2 separate regions of the Mus musculus genome follow, and region 2 is linked to region 1. Evidence: chromatin contacts called from public HiChIP or PLAC-seq data. All regions are on one chromosome and are shown on one strand. The core of a region is the stretch at or near the end of the contact, and the rest is flanking DNA. Distances in the headings are between cores, read along the strand shown. Region 1 has its middle 44 kb from the start of Gm12159. Region 2 has its middle 110 kb from the start of Gm22284.

Region 1 (5,137 bases), core at 1,603-4,102:
CCCAATCACAAAAGAACTCACACAATATGTACTCACTGTTAAGTGGATATTAGCCCAGAAACTTAGAATACCCAAGATATAAGATAGAATTTGCTAAACACATGAAACTGAAGAAGAACGAAGACCAAAGTGTGGACACTTTGCCCCTTCTTAGAATTGGGAACAAAACAGCCATGGAAGAAGTTACAGAGACAAAGTTTGGAGCTGTGACAAAAGGATGGACCATCTAGAGACTGCCATATCCAGGGATCCATCCCATAATCAGCTTCCAAACGCTGACACCATTGCATACACTAGCAAGATTTTGCTGATAGGACCCAGATATAGCTGTCTATTGTGAAACTATGCCGGGACCTAGCAAACACATAAGTGGATGCTCACAGTCAGCTATTGGATGCATCACAGGGCCCCCAATGGAGGAGCTAGAGAAAGTACCCAAGGAGGTAAAGGGATCTGCAACCCTATAGGTGGAACAACATTATGAACTAACCAGTACCCCGGAGCTCTTGACTCTAGCTGAATATGTATCAAAAGATGGCCTAGTCGCCATCAGTTGAAAGAGAGGCCCATTGGACTTGCAAACTTTATATGCCTCAGTACAGGAGAACGCCAGGGCCAAAAAGTGGGAGTGGGTGGGTAGGGGAGTTGGGGGGAGGGTATGGGGGACTTTTGGGATAGCATTGGAAATGTAAATGAGGAAAACACCTAATAAAAATATTAAAAAAAAAAGAAAAAAAAGAGTAATTTAATACATCTCTTTCAGATTAAATTGCCCTCTGTATCATCATTGCCTCACCAGAATTCATGCTAATAAGGTACTATGGTAGCCAGCTTGTAAGAGGGCCAATGAGTCCACTATCCACAAACAATCCTTGTAGGCAATGGCTTTCAACCTGGAGATCACAATCCCAGCAGACCTCCACCTCCAAAAATATTAACATGATGATGATAACAGTAGCAAAATTATGAAGTTACGAAATAGCAACAAAACTAATTTTATAGTCAGGGATCACCTCACCATAACATGAGGAACTGTATTAAAGGGTCACAGCATAAAAATAACATCACACTGCTCTTAAGTAATACCATTCCATACGTATGAGCTTGATTTATCAGTAACTAACACGGATACTATGATCATTGTCTCTGTCTTCTTTTTTCTCATGACTTGCTGCTGAGGGAGACCAATGATGTCCACATAATGATGTTATCCACTTGACAAGGAAGCAAGGCTTCTTGTCAGCTGTCACACCAGGCAGCTGGTCCATAGGTTGAGCCTTCAGATGGCTATAGCTCCAGGCCACATACTGTCAGCAGCCTCATCCCGATCATGGATCTAACTCTAATTGTGTGGTAATAAATGCTTATATTTTAAATGACCAAATTTTGAGAAAAAAAATTGTTATGGAGAAATAGAAAACATATTATGCTGTGTAGAAACCACTAGGAGCAAACAATAAGGGAAAACAACAGTAGCAGGTAAAGGAATATGTGCCATAGGCATGGCAGAATCAAAGCTATCAACCTATAGCTATGAATACTCCTAGGTGATATGTGCTGTGTGGGCTTAATGTGTACATCTCCTTTAACTCATATGTGTAAATTCTAGCTTCCAGTGCTTGCAGCAGAAGCCTTCACAGGGTAATCTGGTTTATATTACTGCACGATGGTAAATCCCACAGGATAGAATTAATATCTTATAGGAAGAGAAGGACAGAGTTCTTTAGTTTTCCTCCAAGTATGCTCACACAAGGAAAGGCTACATGGTTACACAACAAGAAACCATATGTCTACAAACCCCAGCAGTAGGACCCCATCGGGAACCACATCTGCCACATCCTTGGCCATAGACTCCTCACTCACTGGAACTGTGAGAAGTTAACATCTGGAGGAGCTCCTCTTCCCTAGACCCTAGTTTTGTGTTCTAGAAGCTCAAGGAGATTAAGACTATGTATATTCAAATTTCTCTGAGCTCTCATAACCCTATCAGGACACTCCCTGACCTGTGTTTGCTGGTGGGGAAACTCAGGTCCAAAGAAGCTAGGCATCAAGATCAAATCTGTGTAATACTGAAGCAGGAAAATTAATCAAATCACATTGCCACATGACCATGAGAAATATTTCCTCTTCTGCCTTAGGAAACATAAATTGTTTTGGGACCCAAAGCAAGAAGCAACCTGGTAGATCAGCTGAATAGAGGAGTCATGCTGCCATTTTATGTTTAAAGCTTTGGGGGAGATTAACTATTGATGCACCAAAACAAACTTAATTGAAGTGAAATTCACAAATAAGATTAACCACTTTAACATGTTCTGAATGGTAGCACTTGGTGACTTCATCCAGTGTCATACAACCACCATGCCTAATTATTCCTAACATGCATCCATCCTCCTGAACCTCTTACCTAAACACACTAACGTGTAATGTCTACTTCCTTGTTTACGTGTGCTTTCTTTTTATAAAATCCTCATATACTTTCCAACCAGTAACAAGTCCACACAGCCTTCTGTCCTTATGGCCGCAGCTTTTTTCTTGTAGATAACTCATGAAATGGCCAAGAACCATACATTCTAAACCAGGGTCCACACACACCAGGTTCAGCATGTTTCATAACCATAAGCAAAGCTGACTGGACTCATTCACACTCATTTGCTTACACACGGAGTGTGGCAGTTTTCTCACTGTGTGGGCGGAGCTGAAGCGCTATGGCAGAGCCTGTGTGGCTGAGCAGAACACCCTCCCTCCCCCAATATTGACTAGTTTGCTTCTTACCAAAAGCGCCACTGAGCTCAGCTCTAAACCGCGATCTGTCCTCTTTCACTCCATGGACATGTGCAATGCATCTTCCGAGTCTTAGCATGCACTTCCTCATTTGAGTCTATTATACTGAAAAGGGGTTGGACCCGGAGGAAGGAGAGAATTAGTTTCTACAAACTGTCCTCTGATGACCACACTTGTCGTGTGGCACACACATGGCCCTCTCCATACATACAACAGAGGTTGGATTTCTGCAGGGGCTTCCCTTGCTTTTTATCTGCCTAGTGCAAGATGTCACAGCTTTAAAATAAAAATTTATGGGAAAGTCCAGTGCAAGAAATACAAGGGCAAGGTTTCTCTGAGAGAACCAGACTGTGTGCTACGGCAGAATTCTTCCCGCAGTCTCAGGCACACTGCACTCCTGCCTTCTCCTCTGAGGCAATATTTTGATCTTCTCTCGGAACTCTGGGAAAAACAACGGGCTCCTTACACTCTTCTAAGCACCCCCACCCCCATACCATCTTGTTATTTGGTAGTGTAAGAAGGATAGATCTTGAAATTAGTTTGATTCCAACTCTGACATTTGCTATGTGACTTGGTTCAGATACTTAAACCCTGTGAACCCCAGAGTCATCTTATGAGATGATTGTCCTAATGTCATCCACGGGATATAAGAAGTAAAGAGAAGATGGGCAGAAAAATGCTAATCAGAAATGCTTGGGAACAGATGTGAATTAAATTTGTTATTTATTTATTTTATCTTTTGAGATTCTAATATAATTACACCATTTCCCACTTCTCTTTCCTCCACCTAAGCCCTCCCATATATTCCTCCTTGATCTTGTTCAAATTCATAGTCTTTTTCTTTAACTATTGATATATATATATATATATATGATATATATATATATATGATTAAATGTATATGTATATTATATATACATATATATTTATACATATATGCATTTATATATGTACATGTACACATATGTATTATATGTGTATATATGTATAAATATATGTATAAATATATGTATAAATGTATATATTATAGATATATGCATATATAAATAGACGTACATATACAGTTATGCATTTCTAGACACATAAGTACAACCTGCTCAGTTTCTACTTTACTAATTTTATGTATGCTTCCACACCATGATAATCTAAACATGAGATTAACAAAGAAAAATTAATAGTCATAGTAATGTTGATGGGGGCTGCCTAGAAAGTCTCAACCCCTGACTCATAAAGAACTACAGGCAACTAAGGTCTGCTGAGAGCAGGAGGGAGGAAAAGCATTCCCCAGAGATGAACACACCAGTAGGTTAGATGGTCAGATTGTTTTCTTGGATTTTTTTCATTTCTTTGCATTATTTATTTATTTTTATTTATATGAATACACTGTAGTTGTCTTCAGACACACCAGAAGAGAGCATCAGATCCTATTACAGATGGTTGTGAGCCACCATGTAGTTGCTGGGAATTGAACTCAAGACCTCTGGAAGAGCAATCAGTGGTCTTAACCACTGAGCCATCTCTCCAGCCCCCCTTTTTCTTAGATTTTGGAGATGTTTGCAGCTACAAAACAAGAAAGTTTGGAAATAGGACCAACTAATATGTATATCTTATATCTATCGACTGAAGACAGTTTTAATATAGTCTGCTGAGTGCAGATCCATTTTGTCTGTGACCCAGGCCACGAGGTCAGGTGTGGAGGTTCCTACTTAGGGGTCTCATGTCAAGTTCAAGTAGTCTCAGGTTTGGAACTTAGGATCTTTAGTTTTTGAATTGGAGCTATTCCAACTGGGTTTCTAAAATCTTTCGCATTGCGTCCCGCAAGTGGGGACTATAAAATGAAAGTCATATTAACTTAAGAAAATTTACACAATCTTTATTTGCATGTCTTATTCCTAGATCTCTACACAGTCTAAGATTTCTGTCATTTTCTTCTTTCCTTTTTGGATACTGCCATGTAGGCCAAAGAGTGCAATCATATTTTGTTCTCATTGGATATCTGCTATTTCTTTGATATGATTTGGGGACACTTTGCAGATGTTTATTCTTGCTTCAAAATAACAATGTCCACAGCATGCAGCTCAGTACTTCACAGCTGCTCTTAACAATCAGCTGATTCTGGAGCTAGGACAGCATCTTTGTAGCCATCGAAATGGCCTGCACAGAATAACATGTTAACCATTGTCTTCCGTGTGATTGACTTGGATTGATCGATGTATTAAGTTTGTCTTTGAGGGAGAGAGAGACATAAATAAGACTTAGAAAAGATTTACAATGTGTATAGCTACTTATGGAAAATAAATGCCAATCTTAGATGCCTCAAGAGGAGAGCCAGGCAGCTCTTTAACTGGTTGTCAAC
Region 2 (4,831 bases), core at 1,092-3,591, 370 kb before region 1:
ACAACAACAACAATAACAACATCAAAGCTTCCCTCTCTCCCAACCCATCCCAACCCAAACCAAAATAAATAACTCACACACAAAACCAATTTCTTTATTTTTTTCTTCAGTTCCTTTCCCCCCATGTGGTCACAAACAGATTGACTTCTCTTGAGCATTTGTTACAGCTGGGTCTCCTCCTCTCTTCTTTAAGAATCTCAAAAGTTTGAAGACTGATTCCATTTTGCTCCTTCCCTATTCCCAGAGTTTTTGAGTCTCAAGTGTCAAGTTTCCTCCGCCTGGCCTCCTTAGGCCGTTTCTCAACAGCATCATCAAATCAAATCTCTTCTGCAGCGTAGGCAGAGGTCGTTCCACCTCGGAAGCGTTTGTCCATGATTCTGCAAGCTTCAGTTCTGTCTTCCCACTAAGACTCTCTGAGAGCATGGAGCAGATCCCAGAATTTCTAATCCTCTCTGCAGCAAAGCCAGCCTCTTCCCACACTCCAAGAAACAGGAAAGGGGGAAAGCAGAATGTGGTCCTCACAGAAGCCTGGCCCTGGCCCCAGAGCCCTGTCTGTTCCTGTGATGTTCCACACCCTTGCTAGTTACTTACTGCCTCCCTGAGAGGCCATCGAGGGGAGAGAGCGATTAGGGTCATCAAGATAAGGCTTGAAATATTCAAACTGGAAGCAAAAAAAGGGCTGTTTTTCCAATAGTAAGCAATCAGGGAACAGGAGGATATAATTTGAAGATTAGGGAAGTGAACAAAGAACAGAAAATTAACTTTATAGCAACGAGGAGCACAGTCTGTTTGAAGAAATAAACCTCCGCAGAGCATTGTTGATAAAATCAGACTGTTGATTTAAACGAGGAAATATGAGCAAATCAGCTGGGGGTTTGGGCGATCTGTGGAAGTTGAGGGTGAAACTTTAGGCAAACCTGGAAAGCAGGTTTTCTGCATTCCAGAAACCTCATTCCTAAGTGAGAATGGATGAGCATGTGTGCATATATGGTAAGTGTGTGTGTGTGTGTGTGTGTGTGTGTGTGTGTGTGTGTGTGTGTGCATGCAAGTATGAATGTGTCTATGTAGATATGCATATGCATACATGTATCTAAGTGTATGTGTGTAAATGTGTATGTGTGTGCACATGCACATGTGTGTATGTGTATACATCAAGGGTATACAGAAGAGGGATGTATCTTACTGGGATGTTTAAATCATTTTCATCTGGGATTGTCTTTATTTAGAACGTGGCATTTACTACTAAGAACTAGGAAACACCAGCCTCCATTCCTGAAAAGACCAGCACTGACTTGTCTTCTGGAGCCAAAAAGTCTCAAGAGAAGCTGTGGTTCTCCAGGTGGCTAGAACAGGGCTTCTTCTCACTATACAGGGGAGGGCTGACCACATTAGGACAGGAGGCCTGTCTGCTATGGGGATGAAGAGATCCTTTTCTCTGCTGGAAGAAGCTCTGAGTTTCTCAGTGTTAAGTTTTCCTGGTCCAGCATTAGCTTTCATGAAGTGTTTGTTAAGAGCTTAGATTTCTCATGGTGGGAGATGCAGAGAGCATCCCTGAATATCAGAGTGGTGTGCCTCCTGCCTCTGTATCCCTTTCTCCTCCTTCTGTCGTGTTCTGGGACCTTGGAAATGTCAGTATGGGAACCCCTTCCTTCCTGCCTCTTGGTGCATTCAGAGGATGGGAGGCACTGTGCGCGAGTGAGCTTGAGGAGAGTGCGTGGTCCCCTCCTCCCCTGCCAGGTTGTAGGTGGGCTGGTGGCTTTCTCTACTAAAGGGAAGGGTTTCTCTATACTACAGCCACAGCTCAATAAAGCTCTCTCTCGACTCAGGAATCTAGCTTTGCCCCTTTAGGTATCAGAGCTTTGTGGTTCCCAGACACTAGAGCTTTTGGAAGTCCCCTTCCATCCTCTGTCTAGAATTCTGAATAGATATAAAGGATGAGAATGCTTTACCCCATACTGAAGAGCCTGTCACAAATTGACAATGAGCTCTTGGATGGACTGGTTTATCTTGAATGGACTCAGTTTCTTCATCCATGAAATGGGATGATAATGAGGTAGGTGACTTCACTGACATGTGCTATGAGTTCTGCCTTGTGGTACAATGTGCTGGCATTTAGGAGAAAACCAACATCGGTTGAACTCCTACTTCTGATGCTGATTGGCTCTGTGGTCTTGGGCAATTATTTCTTTTCAAACATGGTTTTTAAAAATGTGAACAATTTTTTTTTTATGCGTCTGCTGGTTTTGCCTCCATGTATATTTTTCTGTACCACTTGTGTACATGATGCTTGAGGAGCCAGAAGAGGGCGGTAGTGAGCTGCTCCGTGGGTGCTGGGAGTCAAACCCAGGTCATCTGGAAGATCACCCAGTGCTCTAAACTGCTAAACCATCTCTCCTGCCCTTGGCCAGCTCTCCTTATCTCTCTGAATCTTGGCTTGTGTCATCAGTAAAACAGGGATAACAACCCAGCTAAATACACAGCCATATGTGATGGCTGCTTTAACGTTCCTCCTGACATAGGAGACCACTCCCTGCTTTCCTGCAGGGGAGAGCCCCGTGCAAATTTTTTTTTTTAAACCTCTAATATTGTTCCACTGACAGTTGAGCTCAAACTTTCCAATCTGTTTGCTTCTTGCACACCTGTTCCTGAAGCTTTTCTTCAGAAGGATGTGGGCCAATGACTACTTAAGAAAGGGACTCAGAGACGGCCCATGTCACTTTATTGGCATGGTGATCTGAGCTGTTCCTTGTACTTTGGGAGTGCTCTGAAATAGTTGACACGTATCAAGGACTTTACTCTTTGTTCTTTGTACAGATGTCACCTGTACAGCTCAGGGATAGGACCTTATATTTTTCTTGGCACCTACTACATACCTAGATTTTAGATTCTAAAGGTCTTTTATCCAACTGCTCCTGTCTGCCACCGAACTTGCCATTAGTAATTCTGATCATAAATCTTCGTAAAATGTATAAAGCATATAGTATATTTATTCTTAAAATGTCTGCATGAGGTTTCAAACTTTCAATGGGTGGCCTGCTTAAGTGTCCTGGCGTGAGTGAAGCTGGAGTTTTGAAAGATTTATCACAGCTATTCTCATGCTCTGAGACCTCCACTTTCATTTTAGCATCTGGGCATCCAAGCACCCAATGTGTAAGTGTTAATAGCTGACCAGTGACTCCTTTGCAGTGACTCCTTTGCCATTGCCCAAGTGGGGAATCATCATTCTATTTCCATTGACTATAAACAGGCCACATTTGTCAGTACTTGCCGATGCTTTCCAACATAGTATCATTCGGTTTGTTCTTCAAATCATCTACTGACCACCCACCTATCCATCTACCCATCCACCCTTCTAACCATCCATTCATCCATTTATCCATCCAGCAACCTATCCATGTGTCTAACCACCTACCTACCCACCCACTCACCCACCTATCCATCCATCCATCCATCCATCCATCCATCCATCCATCCATCCATCCATCTATTCATACATTCACCTATCCACTCGGCTACCAGTTTATCTACCTATGTACCCACCTGTCCACCCTGCTCACCCACCCACCTATCTATCCATCCACCCATCCACTCTTCCATCTATCCATCCACCAATCTGTCCATTCACCTGTTCATACACGCCTACCCACTACCAGTTCAGCTACCTATCCACCCCACTCACCCAGTCACTTATCCACTACCCATCTAAAAAGCATCACAGACGGCATTCTTTAAAAATGTACAATGGACCAGTTATAGCCTCAGACTTAATACAAAACAAATTGGCAGATGACCCTAAAAAAAATAATAATAATAAATGCTCTTACAAGTGAGATACACCAAGTGTCTAATAGTGGTATTGGACAATCTTGAAATGCACATAAAGGAAAATGGGGCTGACTAAGAAAGCATTACTTTAGAGTGTGGGGACAGAGCTGTATCTTAAAGGATAACTGAAGTAGTACTGAGGCAAAGGAAAGGGGAAAATTGAGTAGAGGAGCCATGAAGAGGGAAGTAAGGAAAAGACGGACAGAAAATTGAAGTCCCAAAGTAGAGCAGCTAGGTGGAGTGAAGTATCTGAGAAGCAGGGAATGGGGAAGGTGGGAAGGCTGGTTGGTGCCAGACCCTGGAAAAGAGCACGGTTAAGTCAGTTAATCCAGTGTGGAGCAATGAGGCAGGGAGGGCTCCTGAGGCCCCATTCTCAGCCGAGGGGCAGATGGCTGGCTGCTGATACATTCAGGGGGAGGGAGAGTCAACTTTCTTTGGGGTTGTAGCCATGGGTAGGCTGCTCACACATATGGGCAGAACTAGTTAGAGAGAGAGAGAGAGAGAGAGAGAGAGAGAGGAAAAGACAGACAGACGGACCTAAAATTTCGAAGAAGTTGTGTTGAGGGAAGGCCAAGGGGAGTTGCAGGGAAGGAGTGGGAGGTAGATATATTGGATACATGTATGACATTTCCAAAGAGTATAAGAAATACAAACAGAAGAGCCTGGACTATAAAACTGGGGAACATAAAGCAGTAAGCTTCCCATCCTGGGACTGGAGACTTGAAGCCTCTCCCTGGCAGGGAGAGGCATCATGGAGGAAGTGCATCATGGTGTAGTATGTGGAGTGTTTGCCTTTTCTCTTAACCAAGTCACAGACCTTTCAGTGAGGCTTCAGTGGGTTCTGCTGTGTGTCTAATCAAGGAACCATGGACAGGCGCTAGTTATGATATCCCAGTTCTTTCAAAAAGGGAAGGAAACGTAGGCCTTTGCTTAGGGGACTGCATCTTAGTCGTGTCCGAACAGTAACTTCATGCGCAAAGCAAGTGAATTATCACCGTAATTAAAG

The links. HiChIP or PLAC-seq counts read pairs in DNA pulled down with a chosen protein or histone mark.
Region 2: a contact with region 1 is called in a RAD21 HiChIP or PLAC-seq map of pro-B cells, with 20 times the contacts expected there. The contact joins two enhancer-like sites. A contact is called at or near these places in 1 of 39 promoter capture datasets (the C10 cell line), 3 of 15 datasets of contacts at CTCF or cohesin (large pre-B cells, pro-B cells and stem cell-derived epiblast-like cells), 6 of 484 Hi-C or Micro-C datasets (the C10 cell line, CD4 T cells, adipose-derived mesenchymal stem cells and 2 more) and 3 of 115 datasets of contacts at active chromatin or transcription factors (fibro-adipogenic progenitors, heart atrium and large pre-B cells).

The regions. Positions count from the first base shown.
Region 1 is chr11:45,158,661-45,163,797 of GRCm38.p6, reverse strand. No RefSeq gene overlaps it. Among named protein-coding and RNA genes, the nearest start is that of Gm12159, 44 kb to the right of the region's middle. Within about 2 kb of position 2,852, at least 12 of the 459 cell types and tissues checked have an H3K27ac peak or open chromatin away from gene starts, as enhancers often do. A contact at or near this core is called in pro-B cells, where this site is marked.
Region 2 is chr11:45,531,366-45,536,196 of GRCm38.p6, reverse strand. No RefSeq gene overlaps it. Among named protein-coding and RNA genes, the nearest start is that of Gm22284, 110 kb to the left of the region's middle. Within about 2 kb of position 2,341, at least 10 of the 459 cell types and tissues checked have an H3K27ac peak or open chromatin away from gene starts, as enhancers often do. A contact at or near this core is called in pro-B cells, where this site is marked.